Regions from separate parts of the Mus musculus genome. Here region 1 is linked to region 2. A link is a contact called in public Hi-C data. All regions are on one chromosome and are shown on one strand. Each heading gives the region's core, a stretch centred on a gene start, on an enhancer-like site or on the middle of the called end of the contact. The rest is flanking DNA. Distances are from core to core; before and after follow the strand shown.

The links. Hi-C and Micro-C count contacts between places; a contact is called where the count stands out from the background.
Region 1: a contact with region 2 is called in a Hi-C map of cerebellar granule neurons, with 2.9 times the contacts expected there. The contact joins two enhancer-like sites. A contact is called at or near these places in 14 of 484 Hi-C or Micro-C datasets (brain, cerebellar granule neurons, cerebellum and 5 more) and 1 of 115 datasets of contacts at active chromatin or transcription factors (fibro-adipogenic progenitors).

Annotation. Positions count from the first base shown.
Region 1 is chr4:66,767,428-66,771,806 of GRCm38.p6, reverse strand. No RefSeq gene overlaps it. Among named protein-coding and RNA genes, the nearest start is that of Tlr4, 58 kb to the left of the region's middle. Within about 2 kb of position 2,891, at least 26 of the 459 cell types and tissues checked have an H3K27ac peak or open chromatin away from gene starts, as enhancers often do. A contact at or near this core is called in cerebellar granule neurons and cerebellum, where this site is marked.
Region 2 is chr4:66,521,510-66,525,755 of GRCm38.p6, reverse strand. No RefSeq gene overlaps it. Among named protein-coding and RNA genes, the nearest start is that of Gm25480, 20 kb to the left of the region's middle. Within about 2 kb of position 2,100, at least 18 of the 459 cell types and tissues checked have an H3K27ac peak or open chromatin away from gene starts, as enhancers often do. A contact at or near this core is called in cerebellar granule neurons and cerebellum, where this site is marked.

The DNA.
Region 1 (4,379 bases), core at 1,642-4,141, 250 kb before region 2:
AATGTAGCCTGAATCATAGGTCAGCAGGCACTGCCCACTTTGATTTGAAACACAGTTTCACTAACCTGGAACTTCCCATGTAGGCCAAGCTGGATGAACAGTGAGTCTTGGTGATGTGTCTGTCTCCTCAACTCTAAGATCACCACTACACGCCACCACCCAATTTCTCTTGGGTGTTTTGAGGATTCAACTGAAGTCTTTATGCTTATGGTTCCCCTATCATATTGGCTTAGCTGACACCTCCTCCCTTACTGTTAGAAGTAGCTATATTGTATGGTAATTTTGTGTGCTGAAATGGATAAGCCACAATATTTTTCTCCCTCTGGTATCTGCTAATGGCTTAAAGGGTGCCTAGGAATGTATGGTTCTCGTGCATATTACCTTCCATGTTAAGAATGGGTAAATATTGAACACACACTGTACACTTTATATGAGTCATCTCCTTTAACATTCTCAAGGTCAACATGCCACTATCCCTACTTTCAGGATAGACAAACTAAGGTTTAGAGAAGCCTATGTGACCAAGAATTTCATCGAATGAGTGAAATTGGAGCTTGCAGCAGATGTCTTTCCAAAGGGACTATGAACTCTTTATCAACTTTGTGCCTGATTGACCTGGTTCCATCTTACTTAAATTCAGTGTTCATATCTAAAGAAGTATTTAACTCTCCTTTGATCTGAAAGAAAATGAAAGGCCAAATATTAATTCCAAACCAGGATTCTCAGCTTTAGTTTCTTCATCAATAAAATACATTAAGTTTATAACTACCTTGTAGGGGTGCCGCAAGAATTCAATTTTGTAATGCAGATAGATGTCATTGTTTTATAAAGCTTAACAGCTAGTACCAAAGTAAATTACTATTTTTATTCTTATTGCTGTTGTCTTCATGTAAACTAGGCTCACAAAGATTATTGGATTAGCAAAACCAGTTGTGACTGCCTACCTGGTGTCTTTGGAGAGGCCCCAACTTTAAAGGCAATCAATATATCCTTCTCTCCGAGAACACAAAGGAAACACTGAATAGATATTTATTGTCTTCCAGCAATAATTGATTAGAGGATGGGAGTTGTTTTGTCGATCTTCCATCACAGTCCTTGAATAAAAGGTTAGTAAATAATTATGGTAACAAAAAAATCATAACACATTCTCCCTCAAATCCCACCCACACAGTCTCTCCAGCATGCATGTCTTTGAAAATAGTCTTTACAAATATGAATATGTGGGAAAATGTTTCTTAGTCGCATCATAAGTAAGAAATAGAAAAAATCAAATAGAGATTACTACCTTGTCTCCCTATACTGGGGGACAATATATGGCATGAAAGAAGGGATAAGGCCACAGGTAGCTAAGGGGAGAGAGTAGAAAGAGACAACCCATGCCTGGAATGTCTAAGCCAGTGGAACATTTGAACAGTCCTTTCTGTCATCATGTAAGATTAAGAACACAAAGTAATTTCATCCAAATACTAAAGATATAAAGGAATGGGGAATTTGACTGGGAGTGTTTAGAAATAATGATTTCTGGAAATCAATTGTGACTTAAAATTTGAGTTCTGTCTTTGTAAAATAAAATGGAAAACGGGCACAATTTATGCTTACGTGAATGCGCATAGAAACAAAAAAAAATGCACACACACACACACACACACACACACACACACACACATACACACACACACACACACACCATCTCTTCTTCAGCACCACCATCTTCTGGTCATGGACCTTATGTTTTCCTCTCCAGATATGGAACGTAGATTCTTGCTTAGAAATTTCCTGATGAAGGATGGCTATCTAATCAGCATCACTCCCCTCTAGGACTGCTTCCCATAGTATTTTTAACACCTCATGCACATACCACAGGCACACTCAAAGCAAGGATTCTCCTGCACTCGTTCTTTCTCTTCTTGGAAGACTTATCATTTCTCAGCCTAACCTCTTTCTGTTCCACATAGTTTGTGTTTTGGAGCAATAGAACTATGATAGAAACTGAGGTGATCTCTTGCAAGAGGATGGGAACTGGACAGTGAGACACATACATGTATACAGCATCACAGGAGCTGACCCAATGTGCATAATACTCATGTACACATGATCAAATATGTGTATGTGTATAATCATGCTCATACATACAGAACACACAGAAGCATGAGTCAGAATCACACATGAGCATAATCCAAACACACATGCACACAGTAATTCTATATGTGCTTAATCTATACAGACATCCAGGCCCGCTTAATGACATATGATCATAGGCAAGATGCAACTATGCACACCCAGTCTCACATGCACATACTCAATGCACACATTACTGCACATAAAATAACACGTTTAGCATAACTACACACATAATGCATACATATACAATCTCTCGTTTGCCCAGACACAAAGGCTCCTCAAAAATTTTACAGTTGAGCAGAACACTGAGGAGGTGGCATGTATGGCTGGGCATTGGACTGGTGTCCCTTCCCACTCTTCACCTTTTCTTACAGGTGCACACAACAGCACCCAAACATTTATCCCTCCAACTAACACATTGGATAACAAGCTTCAAGCAACTGTTTCTTAAGCATAGACATAATCCAGACAGAAAGAAAACAGGGACACAGGAGGACAGAAACATAAACATCCTCTTACATGTTTAAAGTAAGTATAATTTAGAATGTTCATTGCTTCATCAGCTACACCTTGAGAAGAATTTTGAGTCAAGCAGAGCTACAGAATGACAGCACCTGTGTTTGATCTAAGGTTATCTGCTTGTGGCCCCTCAAGTAACTATGGCCTGTGGTCTGGAGAATCTTTACTTTCTGGTTCGCCTAAAGCATGCTTCATAAATACATTCTTCTCAACCCTTTTTGTGGCCCTGCATCTCCATCATGTGGGAAGAACTGGCACTGCACCCCACTTAAGCGTTCAGGAAAACTGAAGCTTAAACTGACAAGAGAGAACAGGACTTGACAGATCACGGATGGCATCTTCCCTGTTCCTAGTGATGGCACGGAGGACAAATATATTTAGGGGCTTTTATCACATATTTAATCCTTATAGCACCCTTTTGTAGAATGCTTCTATCTTCTATTTTAAGAAAGATACTGATGAAGAATCATGTCCTTTACCCAGATGCAGTTAACCTTTCTGACTTCCAAATCCCTTTCATTTTATTTATTTCACTTGTAGCACCTACTGAAATTATAAAATATGTGGAAATAATGCTCCTAGACTAACATATGGTACTTCTAAGTAGCAGTGAGTTTTTAAAATGTATTTTGAAGACAGCAAAAGCACAAAAAAATATTCACTATTTCCTTACCAAGTCTGATTTTCCTGCCTGAGTAACCTCTTCCCGGGTCTCCCATGTTTCATATCTATATCAGAACTATAGCTTTACCAATCCGAACTATGTGTCCTGGAGTAAAACACAGTCACTTTTGGGTTTTACCTAGTTGAATAAAGAGAATATTGTATTGCATCTAAGGTCTGATTAGCCCCCAACATGTGCTGAAAAACAGCGTCTCTCTAAGAATCCTCCAACCCTACATCACCAGATTCATTCTGCTTATAGACTGAGTAGCTACTGAGTTCTTAGCCTCTCTGACACACAAACAGCCATTGTTAAGACCATATAGCCCAGACAGTATAACCTACTCAAAGAGATCATTTCTGTAATATACACTCATTCCATCTTTTCAATTCTTCAGAGAATTCTAGTTAGTATTATTATGACTTGTTATGCTAGTGACTCTGGAGGTCCTGAGTAGTAAGATAGATCAGCGTTGCAATCATTCCCATTTACACTAAGATGCGTAACGTGAATATGCACTCAGTAAGTATGCAAGTCCATCATGATACGAAGTGTAAACAAAGCATGTTTTATTAAGAAAGTAGTATGGTCAGAGAATACATGTGCATTGAAAATACCCAGGAGTCAAATTATGAATCACATTTTGGTTTCTCTCAGGTAAACATGCTATAATTTGTTTAAACATGTAAATCAGGGGCTGGTGACGTTACCTAGGCTGTGGGTCACCTTTTAAGACAGAATTCCCAATGGAGGATGTTACATTAGCCAAGAGAAGACATATTTAAATAAACAAAATGGTAGCATTTGGAAGGGACAAAAGACAATATAGTGAAAACATTTCAAATCAGGCATGAACAGTAAGCAAGGCATAATGGATTGTCAGCAGTAGACCCCCTAGCCTGGCTTCAGAAGTCTCTCACAAACTATAATCTCAGCATCTGAAAATTCATCTTGCCACAGTGGCAAGATGTGAAAGCCTAAGCAGAATGCCCTTATGGTTGGTCACTTCCTATTATATAGTTCATTATAACAGAGACTAGTTTAACCCTGTTATAATTTTCACATTTTTCACAGA
Region 2 (4,246 bases), core at 851-3,350:
CTGGAGACATAGATGAAATAAACACTTAAGTTTTCTCCAAGTTGATTTTGCTGGGGGCATTTTATCACACTAATAAAAACCCTAACTAAGACAATGAATAAAGACATAGAGGAGAATATGTTGAGGAATAACTGAATTATTACATGATTGGAAAACGGAAAATAGTCAGGCACTTTAGGCTAAAAACAGTTTGGAAGGCAGATGGAAGCCGTTTCACAAAAGACCTAGGACACCAAATTACGATAATTCAAGCTGGTTGTGTAGACAAACAAGCTTCTGAAAGGCTTTGGAGAGAAACTGTGCTATCAAAAATGAGCTGAAGGCATCCCTTGAGGAAGTGCCTCAGCAGTTAAGAGCAATTGCAGCTGTGCAGAAGACCAATTTCAGGTTCCATCACCTACATGATAGTATCCAACCTTTTGTAAATTTAGTGCCAAGGGTTGAATGACATCTTCTGATCTCCACAGGCACCAGGTATGTATGTGGTGAACATGTGTAGATACAAGCAAAACACTCACATACATGTAATATAATATAACAATAATAGTGTGCTGACGGGATTCTATTTAAGTAGTCATAGGTAAGAAAATAAGGGTGAAATAATGTGAAGAGTGGGGGTGGGGCAGAGGAAGAAGAAGGGAGAAGGAAGAAGGCAGGGGAGTGGTGGGAAGGAGAGATTGAATTCAATAATGGTGAGAAAGAGAAAAGAGGAACCCGCTTCCTTGAGGTTTCTAATCGTATGTGTCCATGAATAAGATGCCATTTGGACTTAATGAGGATGCAACAAAGAGGGATTGGGCTGGAAGAAGAAATGAAGCTTGCTACTCTGTAATGTCCTTGAAAGCAGAGGTGAGTAACTTTGGGCTCAGCGTGAACTAGCCCAGGAGCCTCTTCTTTCTAACCACCCTTGAGCTGTACCCCTCAGCCTCAGTTTCTCTCAATTCTTTGGAGCAACCAGGCCTCTGGCAACCAAAGAGAGGGACAGGATGGTACAGTGGGGAGAGTTGAATTACCCCAACGTGACCTCTGTACATTGCCTGCTTCTAGCACCTCATTTTCTGATGCTTCTCAGCCTTGTCCGGAGCTAATGAACCTCAGAGAACAAAGCTGTCTTTTGTTTGTTTGTCATTTTGAGGTTTTTCCGGTTGATTACGATCTATGCCAGCAAGAGGATATAAAATCACCAGCAATTCTTAGCTGAGGATCACAGGGCATTTTTATCCCCTTCTGAGAGAATGCTGAAGTTAATGTAAAAAACGCTGTCCTAACCACTTTAGATGAGAGAAACTGTTAAAAGGATTTTTTTTTCTGTATTCATTTTTCTTCTCATGTGAACTGTTATTCCCCCTCCTTTTAGCATTTTCTGCTTTGTTTCACACCCCCTGTAAATCAGGTGCCTTTTTAAAAAGAGCAAAATTTGAATTCCTTCTTACAGACAAAAAACTACAAATGACTCTCACTCTCCATGAGCCCAAAGGAAACAAGAAGAAAAAAACAATCTGCTATGTGGCGCCACTTTGAGGTTTGCCCTCATCAAGCCATGGTGTCTCTTTCCCACAGACCATTTTTGATACCCACCCCCAATCTCTATTTTACACTTAATCTCAGTCTTTGAGACTTCTCACTCTTCTTGGAAAGAATTCTGCCTTAGCAGCTTCAGTCTTCTGGGGGAATATAATTATCTAAACTGGCATGGATCCAGAACTCAGCTCCCCCATGAAAATGATTCCTTATTAAAGATTAAGTGGTAACAAGTATGTCAACAGCACTCCCAGCTCTAGAATAATTCTGAGCAAATAAAAAATGGCAACGGTTCCTATTTTCTATCTGGAAACTCTCTCTGGGCCTCTTTGTACCCCAGGTGGCACAGAGTTCTCTAATTTGTTCAGGTGTTGGATCATGGGAGCCAGTAGACAGGTGATGGGGACAGCAGCTTTATCTACCGTGAGGATTCAGGGGATGCAAGCCAGGGAAGCAGCTGGTTTTGAGGCAGCCTGGTGGGGCTGGCTTTTCTAGGGATGCTGAGCCAGGCCACTAGTCCTGCTCAATCCAGGCCTCCTTCCTGTTTCCTGTAGCCTCTGACTTGGCTGACATGGCAACACTGCCCTCTTCTGGGACAGCACAGTCATCACACTTCACCTGAGTTCCCATATCCAAGGACAATGGCTGGCAGCATAACCGGGAGCAGAAAGGAAGTATGCGGTCAGTTCTTTCGTGGCTAGAATGTCAAGAGTCCCCATCTGTGATATCTGCCACAGCCCAAGCTTTTGGAATCGGACAGACAGCTCTGCCATGTATTTATTATGTGACCCTGGGCATGCTTTACCTTTCTAAAACTCAGAACAAAGAGAGAGTCACTATGGTGCATAGAAATCGAGGTTTTGCTTTTTAGCCGGGGTGATCATGCCTTCACCTTTTCTCAAGATTTCTAAGTTTATACTAGCTACATTAGTGTAATTATTAGCGATACCTTATTTGCTCTTAAATGACCCCCTTTTCTTTATTACAGTGCTAGTCTTCCCATGGTTATGTGTTTGTCCTACTACCCACTCTCCCTAGGTAGCTCAGGCTAGCCTAGAATTCTCTTTGAAGCCAAAGATGACCTTGGAATGTCTGAATCTCCCACCCCTACCTTCTGTGCCCTGGGATAACAGGCAACACACCTGCTTTGTGCTGGGCTGGAGTACCCACCCATGTTCTATGCATAATAGACACTCACACTACCAACTAAGGGATATCCCGAGCTCTTTTTTTTTTTTTTTCAAAAGAGCAGTATGAAGATGGATAGACAGCTCAGTGGTGACAACTGGCTGTGTTTCCAGAGGACACAGGTTCCATACCAAGCACCCACATGGTGACTCATAACTGTCTGTCACTCTTCTCACTGGAGATCTAAACCCTCTTCTGACCTCGGGAAGCACCAGGCACAGATGTGGTACATGGACATGCATATTCAGGCAACCCATCCATACATATAAAATAAAAATACAGGAAAAAAGTAAAAGCCATTCCTTTCCATTAGTCCACGGGGTTGCTAGCTTCCCTCCCTGCACTCAGCAAAGAAAGGATATGACACCATCAGGAAAAGTCTAAAAATGCTACAACAGGCACCAGAGCAACTGTAGAGGGAGCCTGAGCAAACTTCTCCTCAGCACAAGAGCCATGCTAACATTTGCTTGGCCCCCCTGCAGGACTGCAGCAAGGCTCACAAGCAAAGAGTGTGAAAAGGCAGTATGAGATAGAAGTGAAGAACTGGTCTCCTTGTAAATGAGTATCAACTACCCACAGTTGAAAACCTAAGGAAAAAAAAAGATAAAATTAAAACATATAAAAGCACAAGCTCTGTGAATATATGTATTGCCTCCATGTCTGAGAAATGTAGGGAATTAAGGAAATGTCTGCTCATGTGGTAGCTCAGATCATTGACAATGGCTAAATTTTGTTACATTGACATCCCTGAGGGGAAGCTGGCACCAATGCCAGGGTAGCAGCTGATCTGCATGTCTATTTACATAAATTTGCATTGGCCTGGTGTTGAAATATAAATGCTGATATTAAAGAAAGTCATTTTCTTCCAGATTAAGGCATCTCAATATAGTACAGCCGCAAAGATGCACACTGGTCTTTGACCTTGTATTTGCATGACCTTGAATGAGTGATGATCTCATTGTATTGTTTCCTTATCCAGAAATGGAACCAATAATAGCACTCGCCAAAGAAGGTTGGTGCAAGGATTAAACGAGCTAATGTGAGTGAGGGATTTAGAGCATGGCCTGGCTTATTAAGCTCTCAGATGCTAGTGACTATTATTATCTCAGAACTTGCCCATTGCCCGTCACCATCAACCCCAGTTACACAGCCTCTACTTTTTTTCCTTCTGAAAATCATGAAAGTTGGGTGTTTAGAGCTAGGAGGGATCTCAGAACATCTAATCTGTCACTTTCAAACTTATTTTATTTCTTTTAAAATAACCATGGAACACTTTTGGAAAATGAAAGCTTACATGGAAACCCAGCATGAAGAACGGTGGAGTATTGTGGTTAAGGAAATGGGCTCAGCAGACAGACAGGCCTGATTTCCAGCCCTGACAAAACTGCTTATTAGCCTTCTGACTCGGGGCAAATGATTTACCTTGGCTTTAAGCCTCTGTTTCATAAAGTGTAAAATGGCAATAGTTGCTGTAAATATTTCATAAGGTTGCTGTAGAGCTCAATAACTTCACACTTATTGAGTGTTTAGTGCAATT